2 separate regions of the Sus scrofa genome follow, and region 1 is linked to region 2. The links are chromatin contacts, called in public HiChIP or PLAC-seq maps. All regions are on one chromosome and are shown on one strand. Each heading gives the region's core, a stretch centred on a gene start, on an enhancer-like site or on the middle of the called end of the contact. The rest is flanking DNA. Distances are from core to core; before and after follow the strand shown. Region 1 has its middle 80 kb from the start of SCEL. Region 2 overlaps CLN5 (ceroid-lipofuscinosis neuronal protein 5).

Evidence for each region. HiChIP or PLAC-seq counts read pairs in DNA pulled down with a chosen protein or histone mark.
Region 1: a contact with region 2 is called in an H3K27ac HiChIP or PLAC-seq map of alveolar macrophages. The contact joins two enhancer-like sites. A contact is called at or near these places in 1 of 47 Hi-C or Micro-C datasets (skeletal muscle) and 1 of 2 datasets of contacts at active chromatin or transcription factors (alveolar macrophages).

Annotation. Positions count from the first base shown.
Region 1 is chr11:49,570,005-49,573,619 of Sscrofa11.1, reverse strand. No RefSeq gene overlaps it. Among named protein-coding and RNA genes, the nearest start is that of SCEL, 80 kb to the left of the region's middle. Within about 2 kb of position 1,894, at least 1 of the 83 cell types and tissues checked has an H3K27ac peak or open chromatin away from gene starts, as enhancers often do. A contact at or near this core is called in alveolar macrophages, where this site is marked.
Region 2 is chr11:49,126,184-49,129,662 of Sscrofa11.1, reverse strand. CLN5 (ceroid-lipofuscinosis neuronal protein 5) reads right to left here. Exons shown (of 4, transcript XM_005668472.2): 4 at 1,238-3,479. The coding sequence ends at 2,971. Among named protein-coding and RNA genes, the nearest start is that of CLN5, 22 kb to the right of the region's middle. Within about 2 kb of position 2,107, at least 11 of the 83 cell types and tissues checked have an H3K27ac peak or open chromatin away from gene starts, as enhancers often do. A contact at or near this core is called in alveolar macrophages, where this site is marked.

The sequences.
Region 1 (3,615 bases), core at 645-3,144, 440 kb before region 2:
GGTCGAATCGGAGCTATAGCTGCCAGCCTACACCACAGCCACAGCAACTTGGGATCTGAACTGAGTCTGTGACCCACAGCTCATGGGAATGCTGGATTCTTAACCCACAGAGCGAGGCCAGGGATCAAACCTGCATCCCCGTGGATGCTAGTCAGATTCATTTCCACTGGGCCAGGGAACTCCCAGAAGTCTTATTTTAAATTTGATAATAGCCACTTCCCTCGAAGTCCTGTCCTCATGAATGTAACACTCAAAGAGTCAGGCAAATAGCATCGTGGCATGCAGAGATCAAATCCTGTGTTAGAACGTTCTCTCTACTGGCTTGAAAATAAGATCACAGAGGAAGAGTGAATCTTATTATGTCACTTGCTGTTCTGGTGTTTTTTTGTTTTTTTTTTCCCCTATCTATCATGTTCAATTTTGGAATATCCAACAAACATCCCAAAGGTATGCCCGGCTTCCGTAAAGTTAATATCTTCCTGCTTACAAAGATGTTCTTTTGTCCTTGGAAAGTAATCTAATAGAATTTCTCTGTATTATGAACAGCTCTGCCAAGGGTATATTTTTAGTTTCCTTTAGAGACTTCAGTATATATCTACACCAGAACCACCAAATTCTTAAGTAGATTTATGTGTGTTGGGGGTGGGGGAGTGGAGTGGGGGGGGTGATACTCTTTTCAAAAAGATACAAACTGTGTAAATGCTGCTGCCATACCTAATGTTATGCTGATCTAAGACATACCAGTTTATGGACAATTCACTTTGGAAAATAATTTCTATAATATATGGTTTTATCATCCTTTCAGCATTAGGGTAGCAATAGCACATGTGGCCTGAAGTGGACTCTCCAAGCCCTGAGAAAAGGTTTATTAGTGCAATAGGGTTGTTGAGGTGGGCCGTGTGTCTAAAGGCGTGTATATGGTCATCTTTTTGATGACCACAAGCACAAGAGAGGCTATTTTAAAACCACAACTGGGAAAGATAAAAACATGGATTGTGATCATTGTGGCTGTTGCCTGTCATTTTAGATATATTCTTGTGTTGGTTGTCACTAGCAACCAGAAAACCAAGCTAAGAAATTTTAATCCAATAAGTACTTTATCTCTCTGATCATATAATATGTTACACTGAAAAGTGGGCAAATTCAGCAGAAATCAATATTCTGAGATATGAGTTCTTTGGCTAGAACTTTAAAAAATCCCCAAAACAACCATCATCAATCATAAAGGTTAGGTTAATGGAGTCATAAAAAAATAACCTCCAGTGAGTTCATGAGCATCTTTCTACTCTGCAGCCTGTGGAACAGTGAGATTTCTTCTCTAGCCCTCATGAACAGAGGCAGAGATCAAATTAAACATCCAGTATTTGAATGAGAAATTGATCTGAGCTCTAGCAATGCTGATTAAAATCCTGAGGGCTTTGATTATTAAAATGGAAAGTGCTTTTAAGAAAGCAATACATTTTTTTTTTTTTTTTGAGCCACACCATGGAAGTTACCATGCCAGGGGTCAAATCAGAGCTATAGCCATCCCTAGGCCACGGCCACAGAAACGTGGGATTTAGCCGCATCTGCGACCCACACCACAGCTCATAGCAACACCAGACCCTTAACCCACCGAGGAGGCCAGGGATCGAACCAGCATCCTCATGGATCCTAGTTGGGTTTGTTAACCACTGAGCCATGAAGGGAACTCTGCAATAGAAAATCATAATAGCACAAAAATATTATACCTGAAGCTACTCTTAAATGAGCATTTATTATGCCAGGTTCTGTGCTAGATGTTAACATATCATAACTTCATACGTCTGCAGATGATCTTTTTCTTTAATATATGGGGAAACAGAAGCTCCAAGAGGTTAAGTAATATGCCTAAAGTTGCTGGAGGTCAGAAGTGACGAAGGAGCGTAAGGTTGGTTTTGTGCAATTTCAAAGGCCCTCCTCTTTCTGCTCTGCCACACTGGCTCTCTGAAAATGCAGAACGCTATTAGTTATTTGCAGTGCAGGTATACAGTGCTGTAGGTCAAGGAGGTAAGAAAACAGAGGACCCCCTGTGTTCCAGGCACTTTCCATACCTAAACTCCTCTAGAGCACACTGCAACCTTGTGGAGCAGGAACACTGACATTCAAACCCCTCAAGGTCATAATCAGGATGACAGCAATATTAGGTGACATAGCTAGTATTTGACACCAGGTTTTTCTGACTCAAAAGGATGTTCTTTCTGCTCTACCATCCTGCCTCCCACCAAGTGGAATCTTTAGATAATGTTGGTGTTTATGGATTGAACAAAACTCATCTTAGATGAGAATTTTTTTTTTTTTTTGCTCTTTTTAGGGCTGCACCTGTGGCATATGGAAGTCCCAGGTTAAGAGTCTAATCAGAGCCATAGCCACTGGCCTACGCCATAGCCACAACTACGCTAGATCCAAGCCACATCTGCGACCTACACCACAGCTCATAGAAATGCTGGATCCTTAACCTGCTGAGTGAGGCCAGCGATTGAACCCACATTCTCATGGATACTAGCAGCTTCATTACCACTGAACCACAAAGGGAACTCTTGAGAAGTTTTTAAACTGAATATAGTTATGTTTCAGAAGATAATACTTGACCATAGCCAAAGCCATATATATCACAATAGCTATATGACAAGATTCTCCTATATTTTCTAGTTTTCTTTTCTTTTTTTTTATTTTCTAGTTTTCATGAGAACCCACAAATCTCATTTAAAATATTTATTTTTTTCTTATTCTACTTGCATGGAGAAAAAGAAAGAAAAGGAGCAAAAGAATTTTATACTCAAATAGCATAGGAATTAAATGCTATTGCTCATGTGTAACCTTTTAAAATTTTGATTGGGTTTTATGAAAGTGACTTAAGAAAAAAAAAGCTAAGTAAAATATCCAAATTCAAATGGAAATTAACAGCAAAAATGTATTGATCAAAGGGCCATTTCCAATAGACTAAATCGTAACTTATATTCTTACAAATGTGAGAGGCATTTGCAAATTTCAACATGTGAAACTGAAGCAAGGGCAGGTTGCCCTCTCTTCCAGAGGTGTTCTCCTAGAGCCCCTACTAAAACCAAACCCAGGAGTTCCCATCATAGCTCAGCAGTAATGAACGTGACTAGGATCCATGAGGATGTGGGTTTGATCCCTGACCTTGCTCAGTGGATTTAGGATCTGGTGTTGCTGTGAGCTGTAGTGTAGGTCACAGACAGGCTTAGATCTGGTGTTGCTGTCCCTGGGGTGTAGGCCAGTGGCTATAGCTCCCATTTGACCCCTAGCCTGGGAACCTCCGTATGCCGCAGGTGTGGCCCTAACGTCTTTACATAGGTTTGCATGTTGTCGCGAACCAGCGAAGGTAATGGTGGTGAAAAATCGAGAAAAGGTTCTTATCATCCTTGCTGAATGGCAGAGAGAAAAACCAGAAGCATAGAAAAGTGGCAGACACTACCTTTATTTTGAACGAAGTTAAGATGGTGCTAATATTTTCAAGTCCAGGAGTTCCCGTTGTGGGGCAGTGGAAACGAATCCTAATAGGAACCATGAGGTGGCAGGTTTGATCCCTGCCCTTGCTCAGTTCGTTAAGGATTCAGCATTGCCGTGAGCTGT
Region 2 (3,479 bases), core at 858-3,357:
TTTTTTTTTTTTTTTTTTTTTTTTTGTCTTTTGTTGTTGTTGTTATTGTTGTTGCTATTTCTTGGGCTGCTCCCTCGGCATTATTGTTGTTGTTGTTGCTATTTCTTGGGCCGCTCCCGCGGCATATGGAGGTTCCCAGGCTAGGGGTTGAATCGGAGCTGTAGCCACCGGCCTACGCCAGAGCCACAGCAACGCGGGATCCGAGCCGCGTCTGCAACCTACACCACAGCTCACGGCAACGCCGGATCGTTAACCCACTGAGCAAGGGCAGGGACCGAACCCGCAACCTCATGGTTCCTAGTCGGATTCGTTAACCACTGCGCCACGACGGGAACTCCTGGTTGGATAAATTCTTAAGAAGTACTTACTGGAGTTCCCTTCATGGCTCTATGGTTAATGAACCCGATTAGGATCCTTGAGGATGCAGGTTCAATTCCTGGTCTCGCTCAGTGGATTAAGGATCCGGCTTTGCCGTGAGCTGTGGTGTAGGTCATATACTCGGTTCAGATCCTGCGTTGCTGTGACTCTGATGTAGGCTGGCAGCTGTAGCTCCGATTCGACCCCTAGCCTGGGAACCTCCATATGCTGTGAGTGTGGCCCTTAAAAAGAAAAAAAAAAAAAGAAGTACTTACTTATTTGAATACTGTACACTCTGTTATAGTCACCCGAGTCTAGGTACTTGCAAAGGATTTTCATTTATTAATGTTCTTAGGAACAGTGAAAAATCATGAATGCTTTTTAATATAACTACTAGAATCTTGCTTTAATATTCAAGTTTCATGTACAGATGTCCTCGTCTTCAATGTGGAACCAACTTCTGTGATTTACAGTTAACACAAACTTGTCACAGGAGTTTTTGTTTGTTACCCCAATGCAGTTCTGGAAATCCAAAATACTGTTTCCCCAGAGCAATTTTCCTAAGAATCTTGCTCCATTATAGCCACTAGATGGTGATAATGCAAAGGTCCAAGTTTTCTTGTGATACATTCTAAAGACAACCAGCAAGTCAGAGGCAACAGTGGTCAGAAATGTTTGGCACTATTAACATGAGTCGACAGGCTAAATGACGGGGTGAAAGCACGTTCTCCCTGTGCACACAAGACACCCTCTGTGTGGCAGGCATACTGGTGCAGTGCCTCTCAAGCTGTCTGGGTAAAATAGTGGATTTTTATTTTCAGATTGTGTTTTAGTGCCTGTAGTTTTGAAGAAGAAAATAAAAATAAACTCCTAGACAAAATAAAAGCAAAGACAAGGCACAAGCCCCAGTATTTTTTTATTAGATTCAACAGAAACAAAATTAGTCTCAAATTGCTTTAGAAGTACTTGTCTCCTCACAGACCAGTAACATAAGGTATTCGTAACATGTGGTCCAGGCACTGGTCTGAGGACCACAAAACTCTGAGCAGCGCTGAAACGCCTACATGATAATGCATCCCATTCAGTCAGCAGAACCCGACAAAATGTGGCTCCGTTCCCACTAGCTTTTAGCTGGGTAGCTGAGGAAAGGCTGCACAATCTATCTAAGCCTCAGTTCACTCATTTGAATCAGGTAAGTAAGGTCTATGCTTAGGCCTTTTTTGAGAGTTCAATGATAAAGTACTCGCCTCTTAGGAAGCACCCAAATGTGGGTAGAAACAGTAGAAGTGGTACATGTACATATTAAATACAGGCTTTTTCCTCTGATCTCCGCATCATCATTTTACTGACTGGTATTTTTTTCATGAAACAATGCGTTGAGGTGATCAGTAAACACTCGACCTTGAAGCCTTGTTTGATGGTCTGAACAGAAGCACAGCTACTTAGAAATCCTCAGTAAGAACGTGCCCTCTCTCTAGGAAGTGTACTCTCTCCCACTGTGGGCAGCTCGAGTGGGCGTCAGGAGGACTGCGTGAAGCAGTGGAGGAGGACGGGGCGCCCGTTCAGCCAGACGTATCTGCAGTCACCTACTTCCACGTCCCGTCTAAAGAGCTGCAGCGGCACTGTCCGCCCGCTCAAAGTCTAGGTCATCATTACAAAACCAGGGAGGGTTGGCACATAAACCACCTTAGGCAAGATCAAAACTGGCAGTTTTTTTCTTTGATTAATCACTGTTACCATTTATTGTGACATTATGAGGCCAAACTACAATGGCTTCAATCTTTACAACAATCCTAACAGGTGAGTCATTTTCGAGATAAGAACTAGGCTAAGGTTCAGAAATGTTAAGTTGCTTAAATCACAACATGCCAGTTACCAGCTAGGTCTAAAATGCTAGCCAGAAACCTATACTCTTTATCACTGTATTCACCACATCTGGCAGCATAACCACTCCAGCTATGATGTCCAAACTACTCTTTAAGGATACATTCCTGCTGTATAGCACTGGGAACTATATGTAGTCACTTATGATGGAGAATAATGTGAGAAAAAATGTACTCGGATGTGTGACTGGGTCACTTTGCTGTACAGTAGAAAAGTGACAAAACCCTATAAGCCAGCTATAATGGAAAAAATAAAAGTCACTTAAAAAAGTGTACAGAACAAAATTAAACTATTAGACCTGGTGCCAAAATTTACAAAGCCTGTAAAGTCAACTAAAACTACCAAAAAGTACCAAAATAAGAAAGCGTAACTACCATACCGGAAAAAAGTAGCTCCCACCATGAAAATGTCACTGATAGTAATTTAAAAGCCCTGGAACACCCTATCTATAATTTTAAATTGAGTCCAAACATCTTATATACCCGGTATGAACTATAATGCTCCATAATAACAAAGGCTGAAGATTGAAATCAAGAATCAAGATCACCTAATGGACTCACTTTGGCCAAAACAGAAGAGTTTTAAGCTTCCTTCCAAAAAAAATTCCTGAGAGGTTATTATGTGGTAACTCTGCCCATGTGTATTTTACCTCTCTGCCTCAAAGAAGAGAGGCCTAAGAAATCCACACATGTAAAACCACTCCATGGTAGAAAAAAAGCAGTAAAGGTTTTATAAACCAAAGTATGTTTTGTTTCTTTGAGGTAAAGGGATTTCTTCGTATGTTATTTTAATAAAAGGAAATTTCATAGGTAAAAACCAGTATTCAAAATTATAAAACAAATAAAACTGTCTATGTATAATCACTGCATCAAAAATTTGCAAGAGACTCAACAGAAACTCTTTGGTTGACAAATGTGGTTTAAAAGGGTAATAAAATCTTTTTATGGCTAAAGCAAGAGTCTTGTTTCCTGTTGGCCCAAAAACAGATGTTTCATTTCCCAAATAAGTAGGTTCTCCACTGTAAAGAAATATTCTTGTATAGTTGGTTTCTGTCTTCTTGAATTCGGCCCCAAGTTCAGCCAACTTCTCGTATGTCCTTAATACAAATTTGGAACAGTCGTAGGATTCAAACCATGTCTCTGCCCCCTTTTCTGGGCTGGCTTGAACAGTCCATGTCTCATAATAAATCCCTGTTTCATTGTCCTGTTTTACCCACTGTGCCATTTTGTTAAACATGT